4 separate regions of the Mus musculus genome follow, and regions 2, 3 and 4 are each linked to region 1. A link is a contact called in public ChIA-PET and promoter capture Hi-C data. All regions are on one chromosome and are shown on one strand. Each heading gives the region's core, a stretch centred on a gene start, on an enhancer-like site or on the middle of the called end of the contact. The rest is flanking DNA. Distances are from core to core; before and after follow the strand shown. Region 1 holds the start of Zfp688 (zinc finger protein 688). Region 2 holds the start of Il27 (interleukin 27). Region 3 holds the start of Doc2a (double C2, alpha). Region 4 holds the start of Taok2 (TAO kinase 2).

What was found. Promoter capture Hi-C pulls out the DNA fragments that hold promoters and counts their contacts. ChIA-PET counts read pairs in DNA pulled down with a chosen protein or histone mark.
Region 2: a contact with region 1 is called in a promoter capture Hi-C map of neutrophils, with 6 times the contacts expected there. The contact joins the promoter of Il27 here to the promoter of Zfp688 in region 1. A contact is called at or near these places in 3 of 39 promoter capture datasets (liver, neutrophils and pre-B cells) and 1 of 9 other capture datasets (liver).
Region 3: a promoter capture Hi-C map of liver shows a contact between it and region 1, with 4 times the contacts expected there. The contact joins the promoter of Doc2a here to the promoter of Zfp688 in region 1. A contact is called at or near these places in 3 of 39 promoter capture datasets (hippocampal neurons, liver and pre-B cells), 1 of 115 datasets of contacts at active chromatin or transcription factors (pro-B cells) and 1 of 9 other capture datasets (liver).
Region 4: an RNA polymerase II ChIA-PET map of memory CD8 T cells shows a contact between it and region 1, with 24 read pairs. The contact joins the promoter of Taok2 here to the promoter of Zfp688 in region 1. A contact is called at or near these places in 3 of 39 promoter capture datasets (hippocampal neurons, liver and pre-B cells), 1 of 115 datasets of contacts at active chromatin or transcription factors (memory CD8 T cells) and 2 of 9 other capture datasets (adipose tissue and liver).

What each region holds. Positions count from the first base shown.
Region 1 is chr7:127,420,051-127,424,082 of GRCm38.p6, forward strand. Zfp688 (zinc finger protein 688) reads right to left here and starts at 1,984. Exons shown (of 3, transcript NM_026999.4): 1 at 1,759-1,984; 2 at 1,355-1,468. The coding sequence starts at 1,954.
Region 2 is chr7:126,593,344-126,597,375 of GRCm38.p6, forward strand. Il27 (interleukin 27) reads right to left here and starts at 1,679. Exons shown (of 5, transcript NM_145636.2): 1 at 1,537-1,679. The coding sequence starts at 1,567.
Region 3 is chr7:126,845,681-126,849,712 of GRCm38.p6, forward strand. It overlaps Doc2a (double C2, alpha), which reads left to right and starts at 1,873. Exons shown (of 11, transcript NM_010069.1): 1 at 1,873-2,352; 2 at 2,735-3,182; 3 at 3,540-3,619; 4 at 3,802-3,876; 5 at 3,982-4,032. The coding sequence starts at 2,906.
Region 4 is chr7:126,883,029-126,887,060 of GRCm38.p6, forward strand. Taok2 (TAO kinase 2) reads right to left here and starts at 1,939. Exons shown (of 16, transcript NM_001163775.2): 1 at 878-1,939. It overlaps Tmem219 (transmembrane protein 219), which reads right to left. Exons shown (of 6, transcript NM_026827.1): 6 at 3,191-3,287.

The sequences.
Region 1 (4,032 bases), core at 734-3,233:
GTGGGTTTGGAGACAACCCGGTCTAAATGCTGAGTTCCAGGCCAGCCAGAGCTACCTGTCTTAAAAATGAAAACAATCAACACAACAAAAATAAAACAAACCCGGGGCTGGGATGGCTCAGTGGTTAGGAGCACTTGCTGTCCTTCCACAGGGCCTGAGTTTACTTCCCCAAACCCACATGGGGCAGCTTACAACCACTGTAACTTCAGCATCAGGGACGCTCATGACTCCGGTCTCCCTGGGCAGCTGCACTTATGGAGACCCATACACTGACACAGAATGAAAAATAATAAAGATAAATCTTAGGAAAAAAGTTTCAGTAAAACCTAACACGTCTGCACTGACCACTCTAGCTGTTACCCAGGCAGCACCAAAGCATAGCCCGGTGGCTAACACGGAGTTGTTGAAAGTCAGTTAAAATCCCCTTCCTCCTGTGTCAAATGGGAAAAAGTAACGGTCCCCTGACTTCCAGGATTGTTGGATTAAATACATACATGCTTATTGGTCACTTAGTAAATGCTCAATAAACAGTATTTACTGGTGTATTTTGTAGTTGGTTTTGGTGCAGCGGTTCTTTGATAGATGAGGCACCATATTTGCTTCAGGGTTCTTCCACTCAGGGTAGAGATGGGAGACGAGCCAAGCTGTCATTATCCAGGCAGACACTTTTCTTGTGTACCACTTTGCCTTGTTCAAGAACTATGATAGGCAGACAAGTTCTATTTTTAGGGGCATTTTAGGGATTTTTGGAGGGTAGGGGTGGTGAGCTGAGACAAGGTCTCACAGTATGTTGTCTCAATTGGCCTCAAATCCCCCTGCCTCTGTCCCCCCGGGGTACTGAGATTAAAGGTGTGTGCCACAATGACCAGCCTTAGTTAGTTTTAAAAAGGGGAAATGAGTGTTATTTTAACAAACATCTGGAAACATAAACATTCTTTGAGTTCTAGATTCTCCTACTCTGTTTTTTTTTTTAAGATGTATTTATTTGTTTTTATATACATTGGTGTTTTGCCTACATTTGGTTCTGTGTGAGGGTGTCAGGTCCCCTGGAACTGGAGTTACAGACAGCTGTAAGCTGCCGTGTGGGTGCTGGGAATTGAACGCTGGTACTTAGGAAGAACAGTAGGTGCTCTTGACTCATGGGCCATCTCTCCAGCCCCCCTACTGTTTTTAATAGGACAGCTCTCCTGAATTTCCAAAACTCTGGAGTAGATAGGCTTTCTTTTCTTTAGTATCTGAACATGTAGGCTCTAATCTGTAGGGATGCTGGAATGGGGAATCTGAAAGAAAGGTTTACTAGAGAAGAAACCCCCGGACAAACAAGGTTTCAGGAGGACTTGGGACAATCCCTCACCTCTCGGAGCTCCTCCCAGGCTTTCCCCCTCCTCAGGATCCTGGGCGGCGGGGCTCCAAGCCTCACTCCCCTGTTCCATCCAAGAGATGAGGGCTGGTTTGGGGCCCGGGAACCCTGAGAGAGAACAGGGGTCACAGTGCTGGCCTGAGAGGCTGGCCGGGGCAGATAGCATCCCACTAGGGTGAGGGCACCTCCTCGGAACTTATGCACACATTAACCTGGACAGGGTTTGCGATGCTCTTGCCTGAATGGAGACTCCCGAGGAAGCCCTGAGAATGGAAGGTGACTGATGCTGCTGGTGGAAAAGTGCGGGATGAGGGCTCATAATCCACTTGATCGGTCTACTGCAACTCCCCGGTGAACCCCCAGGAGGATGGGGGCGGGGCTCTGACTCGGGGCCTCACCGAGCGCGCCCAGGAGGCCGTAGGTCTCGCGCATCACCTCCCGATACAGGGTTCTCTGCGCGGGCCGCAGACACCCCCACTCCTGCGGGGAGAAGTACACGGCCACGTCCGCGAAGCTCACAAGCTCAGGCTTCCTGAAACCGGGCCAGATCTCCCCAGGCATCGGAACCAGCAGTGAGGCCGGGGGTGGCGCCATCGGGGATCCTGCCCAGGCAGCGGCTTGGCTGCCCTAGCCTTCCGCTTCCGGCCTCCGCAACCGCGGGAAACCACGCCCTTGGCACGCCCCTTGGTCACAGTTGCTAGCAACGCGTGCGGAACGAACGCGGCAGCCTTACTGGCCGCAAGGGAATGCAGAGCAATAGTGTTTACTCCACAGCTGCTCACACAAAGACACGAAGGTGTGAAGGGAACCGAAAGATGTCTTCAGAAAACATGGAGACCGCCTAGCTTCAGTTGTCATTGACGGCACTGAGGTGCCCTTTCTGCAGCTTAACAAACTTCGGACTTCCACTGCCCGCGGCGCCCCATTTGCCCTTAAATACAATGACCGCTTCAGGAATGTTGGTGTTCGTTTCTATGTGTAGGAAAGAGAGACCTTCAAAAAATACCCGCTACCTGCTGCCTCATGGACCTCTGTGCGCAATTACAACGGCTGATGATTGGCTGTAACGGCAAGGAGCAGCAGTGTTGCAATTGGCTTCGGAATGGCGGGACATCTGAAACTGTTCTGAGGACCTGGGCATCCCTGGTGCCTGAGATAGTGTCTCCCCAGTCTCCCAGTGTGCGTCCTGCTGATGTAACTGGAATCTGATGGTTAGCCTCTAGAACCTGGCAAAGCCTGAGTATTGCATTTCAGAAACTCAGTTCGTGTCTTCAGAGAAGTTGACAGAATACTTGAACCGGTGGTTCTGCTCGCTTAGTCTGTATATTTAAGTTACAGGCTAAGGGGTGTGCTTAGTGTGTTTCTGCTCGGATGAAAGCATATTCTGGGACGTGGAAGCCCAGGAACCACACAGCCCAGAGGTGGGACAGTCTCCTAAGGGAAGGGTATTCTGAGACATGGGGGCTCAGGAACCACAAGCTGGAGGGTCCAATGTGTGGAGGGATGAATCCAGAGAAAGCTGCCCTCTGCTCCTTGGAGCAGACAATAGGGAAGTGAACAGAGGGCAGACCTTATATAGGACTTCTTAGGGGGTAGAGCTTTTCAGGGCAGAGAGTAAAGATTGGTGGGATTTCAAATCCTGATCTTGGGGAGCTCAGGGCTTGGTGTTTTTTTTTGTTTTGTTTTGTTTTGTTTTGTTTTTCCCTGTTCAAGTGTTGGTGGGTTTTCATGCTCAGAGAGAAGTGGGGTTTTGTTGTTGTTGTTGTTGTTGTTGTTTTTCCTACTCAGGGATTGGTGGCTTTTTTCCACCACCCCCTTTTCCTGCATTGGGCCCATGGCTACAGATGGCTTTGATTGAGGTAGCATCTCTGTGGAGCTGTGTGGGGAGGCTAGAGAGGGGGTGGACAGCTCCTGCAGTGGTGTTCAATTCACCAAGGCTGTAGGCTGAGGCAGGAAAGGTGTCACCCACCGCTCCTGTGGGACAACTCCTGCTGAGATGGGAAAAGAGATGTGCCACCGTGGACAGCTTCCATGAAGGCTGCAGGCTGAGAAGGTAGAGAGGTGTGGCCTTTCTGACATGAGCCACCATTTTGACAGCTCCTGTCGGATCATTTTACAGCAGCCGTAGGGTGGAGGGAGAAGGAGGGGTCAGCCACAGCTTTGACGGATTTTGAGGTTGGAACTGGAATGAGAGAAAGTTTTAAATTGCATTGTAATTTTTTGCCAAGTTTATTAATATGTAGGTGGAGCCAGCAGTGGAGGGCTTGTGTAAGCCCAGCACTCAGAAGACCCAGGTGGGAAGAGTTGTAGGCCAGTCTGGGTTACAGAATGAGGCTGGGTCAGAAAGAAAATATATTAATTTAACCCCATTTTTTAGAAAAAAATAAATAAATTGAGTTTTAGCATATATGTAGCATATCTATATCTATCTATAGATATAGATGGGTTTTTTCTTTGTTCTCTTTATTCATTGCTTTGTGTGAGTTCTTTATGGGTTCTTCTGTCTCCTTACAATATCTTCTCTATGTGACTTCACACAGCTTCTCCTGGCTCATCTGTCACCAACTGTCTTCTCACTCTGCTAGCCCAATTTACCTTCACTCCACTCAATCTCTTCTCTACCCCTACTCTGAAGAGAGAATCTCTTATAAGCATCACCTGTCGATAAAAAA
Region 2 (4,032 bases), core at 429-2,928, 830 kb before region 1:
TCCAGTGCCCAGCCTACATAACTGCATGTGTGTGCCCTAGCCCTTGAGACTGGGTAAAGTGACTAGCCACGGTTAGTCAGTGAGAGGTCAGGGAGGCAGGGTTGGACTCCAGATCCACCCAAACACAGGCCAGTACTCTATCCCCAGGGAACTCAGAGGAAGAACCCACCTGCTCCAGAGGTGGCAACACTGTGTTCTGCCAAGGATTCCTTGGGTTCACCCAGACAGCCCTGAGGCTTTAAACAGACCTAGGGCCCTAGGGAAGACCTGGCAAAGCCAGTGGTTCTATTCTAGGGACTCATATGGAAAATATGCCACTGTGCACTGAGCCCTTCTAGGGTAAATTAGCAGTATGGTCCTGGAAGGGACATGTGGTGGGGATGGCACTGATGGAGGGGGAGGCTAGTGTCTTCATCCTGCCTTGAGCAGGTCACCTCTTATTTTTGTGTCCCAGGCTCCCAGCTGTGGAGTGAGAGTCATGCTATCTGACTTTTCAGGGGACTTCAAGCCCTGCAATTTGTAGTAAGAGGGAGCAGGGCTGTGAAGTGGGAGCTCTGGGAAGAAGGCAATCTTCAGTGGTTTCTCTCTCAAGCGGGAGTTACACAATTCTCCCCGAAACCCAAACCAAAACTATCCCCAAGTCTCTCCCCACCCTTGCTCCTCTCCAGGTCCCTTCTATCCATTCATAATCTATAAACCTCCCTAAAGTGCCCTCAGCAGTAGTTAATGAAAGCTTGGGGGCGTGGGGGACGACATCTATTTTCCCCATGTACTTTCAGAAGTGGGCAGTGATTGAGATCTCTGGCATTCAGGTTTCTTGGCTTGAGAACCATTCTGACTCCCTAATATCCTGGAGACTAAATAGAATTCTTCCTAGCTCTAGGATGGGGAGAAGGCATGAACCCTTAGGCCTTGGTAAATATTACATCCCAGACTAAGGTGTGCCAGCTCATACCCACTTACCACCTCTCAAAATTCTAGACACCCCAAGACCCCTTTGTAGAGAATCCCGCCCTCATGCTCCAGCCCTTGAGCCTACCCAGCCTACAACTTGCCCCTCTTCCTACAACTCTGTTCCGAGTCCTTCAGCTCCCAGCTGCAGACTGGGCAACCTTCTAAGTTCCAGACCTTGGGTAAGTTAGAGACCTTTACCCAGAGAGGTTGCCCCCTTGGTCCCAGTCACCGCTCTTACCAGCTCCCCTGTGCCGTTCCTCTGACTGTCCTCGGTTCTCAGCCTCTTCCCTCTACACTCTTCATTTGTCTGTTTAGTCCTGCTCCTGGCCAGGTTGCCTGTCCAGTCCTCCTGACACATCCCAGACACTGCTATCACTTACCCAGCCAACCATAATTCCACTGCTCTAACCCCTGCCCACTTACACTAGTCTCATTCCCGTGGTCAGCTAGCCATGCCTGTCTACGTGGCCAACGTGTTGCCCCTCAACTTTCTGCCCCAACCCTACCTGTCAAACTTTCCCAACCTCTCCTGGGCTCCACCAAACCTCCCAGCCCTCAGCCCAGTCGCCGCTTCCAACTCACGCCAGCCAAGGTCTCCTGTCACCTGGCCCATGTCAGGGCCCAGCCTCTGTGTGCAGCCATCTCCTGGGTAGGGGGGTCTTATACTGGGGGCTGCGCCCAGTTTCACTTTCTGTCCTACTTGTACTTTCAGCTTTGTGTTCACTAAGTCTTCCCTGGCTAAAATGGGGAAACGTAATTTCCCTTCCCAGAGGGGGAAGCATGGGGGTGGCAGGAAGCTGGGGTTTCAGCCCATCTGAGCTCCAGACCCAGGTCCAGCCCTTCCCTCCCCTCCCCACCCCTGAGACTCTGGCCACTCACACAGCACTGTCCACTGGTGGGACTCAAAAGACCCGACCTCCTTGTGCTTCTCCACAGTCACGAGCATCCAAGGGCCATGGCAGTCCATTGTCCAGTGAATGACAGATGGCCAGGTAAGGGAATTACCCGTAAGAGGGGACTCAGTGGAGGTGACTCATCCATACCCTCATTTGGTTTACCAGATGGCTGAAGAGTGTGCGGGAAGTTGTAGTTCCATGGTGCTGGATGAGTCTGTGGTGGGGGTGGGGTGGGGCAGGAACTGGTTTGTTGCATTGAGAGCTGTCATTCAGGTGTCTGTAAGTAAGTATCATGGATGAAGGAGACCCATCTCAAGGCCACGGTTTCATGATCAGCCTCATTCAGACAATGGCTCCGTCTATGAACAGAGTCACATAGGATTAGGGGTCAGTCCATATGAAAGAGTCAGAACTTGATCTAAGGTTAAACTCCACGGCTAGCCTGAGGCCAGTGTATGTGGTCTCTCCGTGTTTGGGGCCAGAACTATCAATGAACCTTCTGCTGTGGCTGGTCAGGGTTAGGCTTAGAGCTTCATCAGGGACAGAGCTGTGCAGTCTCTGACTGAAGCTGTGATTCAGGTAAGGTGAAGGCTTACACTAGGGTAAGCACTCAACCAAGGAGAATTGAGGTTCAGCCTGTGGCCAGCTTGGGGTTGCATGAGGTCAGGTCAAGGCTCAGCCAAAACCTGCAGTAATCCCAGCGCTTCAGCACCATGAAGATCACAGAAACCTATGATCTTCTCAGGGCTGGGGCCTGACTATAGCATTCCTTCCATCACAACCTGCTCTCAGCCACACCCTTGGTTTCCCATCTTCGGAGAGAGCATGGGGGTTTCTTGCTCTTCCCCAAAGTCCTGCTTTCCTTTTGGGACTTGTGGGGTTTCCCTACTGGGTTCTTGCTGTGAGATAGAAACTAAGGGGGTTTCCCCTTCGGGTATTGCACCTCTTCATCCCTGCCTAGGAACTGCCCATCTAAGGATTCTTGAGCCACAGTGCCAGGGAAATAGCAAGTCCTGGAAGCTATTAGAGAGCTTCAGGGAAGGAGAGGGAAGCTGGAGCAGAACGCCCTGGTCCATGCAGGCGTTTGCTGCATCAGTCCCAGGAGCAGCAGCTCCTCCACCCACTGCCAATAAGCATGCGTGTGTGCATGTGCATGTGCGTGTGCGTGTGTGTGTGTGTGTGTGTGTGTGTGTGTGTGTGGTGAGGATAAGCACACTGGTCAGCCTACTCTTCTGCACACCACCCCTCTCCTCACCACAAAGCACTCAATCCTTGGTACTCCCTCAGTTCTGTCCACTGTCCTCCCACTGTCTGTCCCTCTGCAAACGAACAGCCTTCTGGGCCCCTGGCCTCCCCTCCCAGTTCCTCTGGCCTTCAGCACTTCTCTTAACCTTTAGTTGGAGGCACCCTCATATGTCCGGGCTCAGAAACTGCAGTGCTGTTTGAAGTGTTGTGCAAGCAGCTCCACCTATGAGCAGCCGAGCCCTATACCAGTTCCCTCTGCTGTCGGTTTCTCTGGGGGATGGCTCATCCCCTCCTCACACAAGTCTTATCTCTATTGGATCCTTCGAAGTTCTTATAGCTTGCTCACTCTGCTCCTGTGCACACGCTTCCAACACATTAGTCTTCTGTTGCTTTTAGAACACCAGGTCCTCGGGCCTTTACCCTGGCTGTTCCTTCTTCCCTTCTTCAGATGCTGAAGAGTTTACTCTTCAAAAGATCCCTGCCTTCTGCCTCACCTCAGATGGCTCACCCAATACAGTACCCCCTCAGGTGGGAGCTACACCATGCCCCTTGAAACCCAACCAAAAGCACCCACTTATCTCTGCAGATTCTATCCTTTTCCTGATTAGTGTGTGTGTGTGTGTGTAATTCAGAGGACAATTTTGTGGCATCAGTTATCTTTTTCCACCTTTATGAGAGTCTCAGGGGTCCAGTCCAGATCCTTAAGTTTATATGGCAAATGCTTTACTCACTAAACCACCTTACTAGCCCTCCCTGCTATAGTTCTCAGTTTCACCTGTCTGTCTGTCTGTCTGTCTGCCTGCCTATCTATCTATCTATCTATCTATCTATCTATCTATCTATTCATCCATCAATGTTTTGCAAGACCAGACCTTAAGCCAGGCATGGCAGCACACACACTTAATCCCAGTACTTGGGAACAGAGGCAGGCAGATCT
Region 3 (4,032 bases), core at 623-3,122, 570 kb before region 1:
ATAGTTACCATTTTCTTGTGCAGTCTTCTGGAAATAATACATGAACAATTAAACATGTGTGAGGTCTTCCCCTCATTCAAACAGCAGCATTCCCATGGGCTGCTATGCACTCTGCATCTTGGTTTAAGCGAAAGAGAGAAGATGAAGACAACTGTGTGTGTGTGTATCTCAGAAGCCTCATTTTTCATGGCTATATACTATTTTGATATGGGAAATTATGTCATAGCTGATTTAACCAGCCTCCCATTCATGAACATTTCATTTGTTTTCTTTTTAGCAGTTGTAGGTAAGCCAGTTGGTGGTGGTGCATGGCTTTAATACTAGGACTCGGGAGGCAGAGACAGGTGGATCTGAGTTCGAGGTCAGCCTGGTCTAAAAGCACGGTGAGTTCCAGAACAACCAGGACTATACTGAGATACCCTATCTCAAAAAAAAAAAAAGTTGTAGGTAAGAATCTTGAACTATTATTGTGTATATTGCTGGGTATATTGCTAGGATAAGGTCGGAGCTGGAGTTCCAAAGAGCATGTGTATTTGTGATCCAGTGTCAGACCAGTTGCACCAGCAGTGCCATTAACTCATTTAATTAGTAAGTTAAGAGTGCTGAGACTTGAATTTTGCCCATTTCATAGGTGACTGGTATTGTGTTATATAATGTGACTTTATAGTATTCTTTTAAAAAAGTTTTAAAATACAAACATGTAAAATTTACATGTAACGACTACCATGTTATCTTTTCTTTTTCTTTCTTTCTTTTTTTTTTCCAGAGACAGTTTCTCTGTGTAGCCCTGGCTGTTCTGGAACTCACTCTGTAGACCAGGCTGGTATCGAACTCAGAGATCCGCCTGCTTCTGCCTCCCGAGTTCTGGGATTAAAATTGTGTGCCACTATGCCCAGCCCATGTTATCTTTTTTATTTGGTGTTAGGGATCATACACTGTACCAGGGGCCGCAGGCCTGGACAATGTTCAAGTGTACAGTTAGTCAGTATTAAGCATAGTCACATGTTGGGCAGAAGAATTTCTCTGTTGAGTCCCAATATTTAGTGAGGCTGACTTAGTGTCAGGCCGGTCCGAGATGAATCAGCCCCTGTTCTCTGCCGCAACTCCCCGGCTGTAAACAGGGAGATTTAAACTGTCATCAGAGCTGAGTCTAAGGGTTATGGATAGAGGAATATAGAGAGATATAAGTGTGTGTGTGTGTGTGTGTGTGTGTGTGTGTGTGTGTGAGTGTGTGTGTGTGCACTCCAGAAGACTGCTAGGATCAGGTGACTGTAATGACCCGGAAGGCAGTTTTCAGGAGCAAAGGATCCTAGAGGTGGCGGCAATGCTCTGAAACTGAAGGTTACTTGCCAGCTGTGGCCAGGGGATTCTTGGCTTGAAGGGCCTCTCTGAGGATTTGGTCTTTCCAGGAGGTAAGTTCAGGACGCAAGAAAATCAAAGGTTAGGGTTGAAGCCTCCTGTTAGCACACAGCCTGTAATCCCAGTGAGGTAGGAGAGTCAGGAGTTCAAGGCCAACCCAAGCTTCCCATCTGGCTAATGCCCATTAAGATATTTAAAAAACAAGACAGAAGGCTAGTGGCGAGAGGCAGGAGGCAGTTCGTGGTAACTGAAGGTTCGAGGGACAGAACTGGAGATGACAGAGGGTGGTGGGAGATGTGGGTCTGATAAAGAGACCTAGGTTCTAAGGGCTGAGTTGAATCACAAGATGGAAGGAGGGATGGGAAAGCCAGTCTTCTTCCGAATGTGGTTCCCCAGAGCGGCAGGAGCAGGTCTCTCCTCTTTCGCCGGCGGGTCCCTAGGTCACTGCGGATCTCTAAGCCACACCCACGGACACCCAGGGGTAGGACAGCTGCCCTTTCCTTTCCCCTCTGGTGCTTTCTAGGATGGGGGTGTGAGTGGAAACCAGCGTCGCTATGGCAACCAGGCCGGGTGGTCGGGCCCTGGAGCCCTGGGAGCCAGCGAAGGCGAGAGGCGGGGCAGCGGGAGGCGCCAGGGCTGCGCGGCGGGGCGGGGGCCTGGGTCTCCCGGGAGGAGCTGGGGAACACCGGGCGCCTCTCGCGGAGGTGCACGCCAAGTTCTCGGGTGAGTGTGCACGCGTGTGAGCTGGCCCAAGGCTCACGGGCGGGCGTGAGCACGAGCACACGTGTCGAGTGTGCACTCGCGTGCGTTCTGGGGCCCGTGTCTGGCCCTCTGCGCCCCGCGCCCCTCCCGGCCGCCCGCAGCAGCTCCCGCCACTCCCGCCCCGCGCCGCTTCTCGCTCGGTCCTCGCCCGCCGCGCCGCAGTCGCCGCCGCCGCCCAGCCTGCGCCCACGGGCCGCCCGTGCCGGGCACCTGTTGGAGGCTCAGGGACAGGTGCGGGGGCTGGACTGGCCAGGGGAGCGCGGGTGAGGGTGAGAGGCGGAGAAAACGAGGCAGGGGGTCCCTACCTTGGGAGAACGGATGACCCGGGTTAGGGATAGGCAGGCAGGCAGGCAGGCAGGCAGAAGCTTGGGCTGAGTGAAGAGAAGCCTAGAGGGGTGGGTGACACCCTGGCCAGCCCCGCGCCTGGTGCAGAAGATGGCCAGAGCTTCAGAGCAAGCAGCAAAGGAGGGAAGCTGTGGGGTCCCTGGAGGACTTGAGGGGATGGGGACAGAGGGAGAGCCCAGGATGAGAGGAAAACCCTGGAAAGGTGACAGAGGGACAATGTGCAGGTAGTGAGCAGGGTTAAGGGGGAGTCACGACCTGTCTGCTTTAGGACTGATCTGGCAACCCACCCAGCCCTTTGTGAAGCCAGGCCTCCTGCCTGCCCACCAGCCAGCGCAGATCATCTTTTCCCTCGACACCCAGGAAGGGAGGGCAGTGAGGTTCCTACAGACCCCAGCCGGCCACTCCAGCTCTACACCCGTCTCCCAGTCAGAGGTGCTGCATGAGGGGCCGCAGGGGCGATCGCATGACCATCAACATCCAGGAGCACATGGCCATCAACGTGTGCCCTGGACCCATCAGGCCCATCCGCCAGATCTCCGACTACTTCCCTCGCAGGGGGCCAGGACCAGAGGGTGGCGGCGGCGGCGGTGGCACGGGCTGCGGGGAAGCCCCAGCTCATCTGGCCCCTCTGGCTCTGGCCCCCCCTGCGGCTCTCCTTGGGGCCACTACACCCGACGATGGAGCTGAGGTAGACAGCTACGACTCGGATGATACCAGTGAGTCTGGGGGCTCAGTGAGCTTGTGGGAGAGAGCAGCCTCCTGAATGTGTGCGTGGAGGATGGGGAGGAGGGAGGGCAGTCCCGCCACCACAGCTGCAGTCTGGGTGCAGATTACAGCTTCAGCAAGGCTCAATATTCAATATTTCTGCTGAGACACTCCACCACCCACACAGACAGTTGCGGCCGAGCCAGGGACCTAGACGCAGGCATGCACATGGCTGCTCAGCCTCCTGCACATACACTGGCAGGCCAGCAGAGATGTGGACACATCCTTTTAGCCACCAGGTCTCACACCTTGACCTGGACCAAAGACTCATACTACCTTCTCTCTCTCTCCTTGCCCTTTTTCTGCAGCCGCCCTGGGCACACTGGAATTTGACCTTCTCTATGATCAGGCTTCCTGCATGCTGCACTGTAGAATCCTCAGGGCCAAGGTGTGTATCCCTCCTTCCTAGGCTGTCACCCTTGGGGAGAGGTTCCATCTTCCCCCCAATCAGAGGTACTCCTTCCTGCTCCTTCTGCATCTCTGGAACTGTACTCTGTGGGGAATCTAGTCCTGCAGGAGGCGGGAGAAAGGCTTGGGGGTCTAAAGTCCCCTTTGCATCCTGTCCTCCAGGGCCTCAAGCCCATGGATTTCAATGGCCTGGCTGACCCCTATGTAAAGCTTCACCTCCTGCCAGGAGCCTGCAAGGTATGTCTCCTTCCAGGACCGGCTTGGTTTATGGGTCCCTTCCTACCCCCACCTTTGGGGCTGGCAGGGTCCATGCATCAGAACCCTTTGTCCCCCATGCCCCAGGCCAATAAGCTAAAAACCAAGACACAGAGGAACACACTGAACCCTGTGTGG
Region 4 (4,032 bases), core at 689-3,188, 540 kb before region 1:
GTCCCTCATCAAGCCCAGGCTCAGAAGAAGTGGGTATCCAGTCAGGGACAAGACTTGAGTTAAAATCCTGAATCTGTCACTCAGTGACCTTGAACAACTTTGCTGAGCATCAATGTTTTCAACTGTAAAATGGGAAGACAATAATAAGAGTTCCCACAGGTTGAGTAGGAGTATGTAGTATGGAAAAAAATGTATGCAAAAGCGCTCTGTAAAGGATAGGTCACTTGACAAATATATGAGATTATTTACACCATCTCAGCAAGAGACAGGGCTGGAGGAAATATTACCCCCTCACACACACACACACACACACACACACCTTTGCAAGGACAAAAACTCCAACTAAACCAAGCCAGAAAAAAATATAAGTTCCCAGTGTGGTGGCTTGCACCTGTAGTCAAAACTGTAAAGAGGTTAAAGACTGGACTCCAGGGCCAGATCGACCACCCAGGGCTACAGAAAGGCTGTCTCAATCTAAATAAATAAATAAGCCAGTCCACCTACATGGGAATCAACACCCTAGAGCAGTCTTGGGGAAAAAAAAAAAAAAAGAGTATAATAAAATCATGAAGAGGTGGTTGTGAGGGCAAAATTAATAAAGACTAGAAAGGTGGAAAGCCATTTGATTGGCTAAGCATCCTAGGGCGTGACCCTTGGTGACAAGACAGGCCCTGTCACCTGAGAGTACCCCTTCAACCAGACACAATGAAGGCAAGAGAAAGGGAGAAGAGGTAGCAACAGAAGCAGACTGGGCTGGCCAGAGACTGACCATGGGCCCAACAGGAATCCCTATCCTGAGGAGAGGGCCTACCCAGCCCCAGCTTCTCGGCATGGAGCTGACCAGAGGGGCTCATGCCCATACACCCATGTCTCTCACCTGGTAGGGGTCACTATGGTGCCCCAGCGCCTCCGCTTCCGCCTGGGGTACTCCAGTTGCTCTGACAAGCAGGGAGAGGGGCAAGGAGACCTTCCCCCTCGCCACCTCTTCCTCAGCTTTCGCCCTTCCTGAGGGGCGGGCCCGGGAAGCCTCCCCTGGAGGGGAGGGGGTGACAACCTGATCTGACCTCGCGGTCCAGTCCTCCCCCAACTCGAGGGCGACAGTTGCTGAATCCCGGATTTCCGATTGTGGGGTCTGAGCCCCGTATATTTGCAAGGGCTAAAAATGAGTCCGATATCTGATCGCTTGGAGGATGAACCCCGGATATTGGTGCACACAGGGTCCTGAATCCCAGGTATTTTAAATTCTATAAAACAGAGACCCAGGTTTGTAAAGGTTGGGACTTTGGGTCCCAGATATCTGATATACGAGGGTTTGATACCTGGGTATCTGAGAAACAAGGGACCAAGCCCCAAAATTTGGGACCCAGGGGCCTGAGCCCCAGGTCTTCGGCCACGACAAGGGGCCCACCCCGAGGACGCCCGGCTGCACGGCCCCTCTAAGGCTGGGGTCCGAGAGTGACAGCCCCTACTCCAGCCCTGGCCTACTCCCTTTCCCGTCCTCTCTCTCCGGAACAGCTGAAGGACTGTAGCGGAGGCGCTGCTGATGGTCCCTGTGCCTCACTCCCTTTCCTTTTCGTCTCAGCTTCTCACCGCACCACAGCCCTGCTCTCGTCCCGGCCTCCCTCTCTCTCCCTCTCTCTCTTCCTCCCAATTCCAAGATGGAGACCGGGCGGGAGCGCGCAGGCGCGGTATGCACGCCGGGCCAAAGGGGTGGGGCCCCAAAGGAAATAGCCCCGCCCCTCGCCAGTAGCCGCCGCGGCCCAGACGACAAGCTGCCTTCGAGCCCAAGTGCGCGCGCGCCCCGCCACGCGGATCCTTGGTGGGAAGAGGAGAGGAGAAAGGCTTGGCTTGCTTGGGGTGGAGCCCAAGCGCGCGGTCCAAGGACTGCTGGTGGAGAGAGCTGTGGCGCATGCGCCCGCCACGCTTTCGCGCTGCGACTGAGCCTGTTGCTAGGGGAAGCTCTGAGGGGGTGCTCTAGGAAGGAAAGCTGTGGTCTGCGCCTGCGTGCAGGGTAAAGGCTGAAAGGAGTAAAGCAAGGCTGCTGGCAGCTGGGCGCCGGAAAGGCGGGAAACCGGACCATTATTATGTTCACAAGTATCTAAACTAAACCTGAGCTCCCAAGTGCGAGAACGATGTGCCAAAGTTCGGAAAACCCAATGGGTCAAATCCCTACTGGAAAATTGAGGTCCAGTAGGATTGTATAACTTGCCAAAACGCATTAAGCATTTCATACACAGAACATCAATTTAAGTTCATGGAAGAAAACAAATGACAAAGTAGCACAGTTGTGTTCACAGTGTGTCTAAAGAGTATATAGTGCTAGATTAATGCTTACAATTCCAGCACTCAGCAAGCTGAGGCTGAGGCAGGAGGATACCAGTTCTGCAGGGTATGTAACCTAATGGAGTTCCAGTATCAAAAACAAAAAACAAACAGACACACAAACAAACAAAGAACAAAAAACCACAAATATTTTCCAAAGCAAATCCACCAACACGGCCACAGTTTTAAGTGACCTATGCCAACTTGTATTTCAAACTAAGGTCAACAAGGGTAACAAGACGCTAATCATCAGGAAACTAGAGAGGGTGACATCCAAAGATTTTGAGTTCCAGGCCAGGGGGCCCAGGCTTTTCATCCCAGCAACTTGAGAGGTAGAGGCAGGCAGATCTCTGAATTTGAAGCCAGCTAGGGCTCTATAGTGAGACGTGACAAAACAAGGCTGGGGAGCCTGTTCAGTGGTAGAGTGCTTGCCTGCCTAGTGTAGGCGAGGCTCTACATTCAACCCACAGTGCCACAAAATTGGACAGGAGCAAAATGACTAAGTATGTGCTTGCTGAGAAAAGGCTGGTAACCTGTGTTCTATCCCCTGAACCCATGCAAGGGTTGAGGAAGAGAGCACAACTGCTCTGGGACCCCCATGCACGGGCCATGGCATGAGCACACCCAATAAGAAAGAAAAGCCCCCATGGAGTGGTGGCATGTGCCTTTCATCCCAGCACTTAGGAGGCAAAGGCAGGAGGATCTCTGAGTTCTAGGCCAGCTTGGTCTGCAAAGTAAGTTCCAGAACAGCCAGGGATACATAGAGAAACTGTCTCGAAAAACAAAACAAAAAAATTCTTTTACGTCAACAAGGAAAAGTCCCCAGTATTTACTTTAATCCAATCCCCAGTAAGTACCTTACACAATAGTAGTCAAAAGCCATTTATTTTCCCACAGTCTAGTTCTTCACTTTTTGTAATAGGTCTTCTAAACTCAGAAGTGGGCCCCAAGAACTTGACCTGTACCTGGAGAAAAGGAAGAAAACAGGACAGGTAAGAAAACCCCTGGATGAATTTCTGCAAGGATTCAAAAATCAGAGGAAGCGACATCTAGGGATAGGTTCTGGCACTCAATCCCACTGGGGTAGCCTTGGAACTCTAGGATCAACCAGCAGCCAAAAAGCTAGATGCCTTTTCCCACTTCCGAGTGAATAGGCTCCACTGTTTCCTATTGTAAAAAGATGGGTGGTGAGGCCTGGCCCAAAGGAAAATTAGCAGTGTTCTCTGAGCTTCCAGTTCCTCTGGGCTGGATTCATTCCACAGTCTAGGCTGTTTCAGCTTCTCCCACAGAGATGTCCTAGCACACAGAGGCCAGCAGAACCTGGGGAGGGCTTAGGAGCAGGACGAAAAGCATGCAGCTCTCAAACGTGTGTGTGTGTGTGTGTGTGTGTGTGTGTGTGTGTGTGTGTGTGTGTGAGAGAGAGAGAGAGAGAGAGAGAGAGAGAGAGAGAGAGAAGATGAAGAGCTGTTCTGGATTGCTTTTATTCACTAAGAGAGATGTTGTAAATTAGTAGTATTAGTACTATGAGGACCTCATCTACTACATTTGCCAAGCTCTTTCCCTCCAAAGATCTAGTTAGCAGAGAAAACGGTTTTCTATGTGCCCTGGTGACTGAGTGAAGGCATAAAGCGCTTTGGCAGAGTAGACACCAGTACCAGGGATCCCCATTCAGTAGATCCACTGGAGCTGTCTGAGTAGAATTCCAGGAGG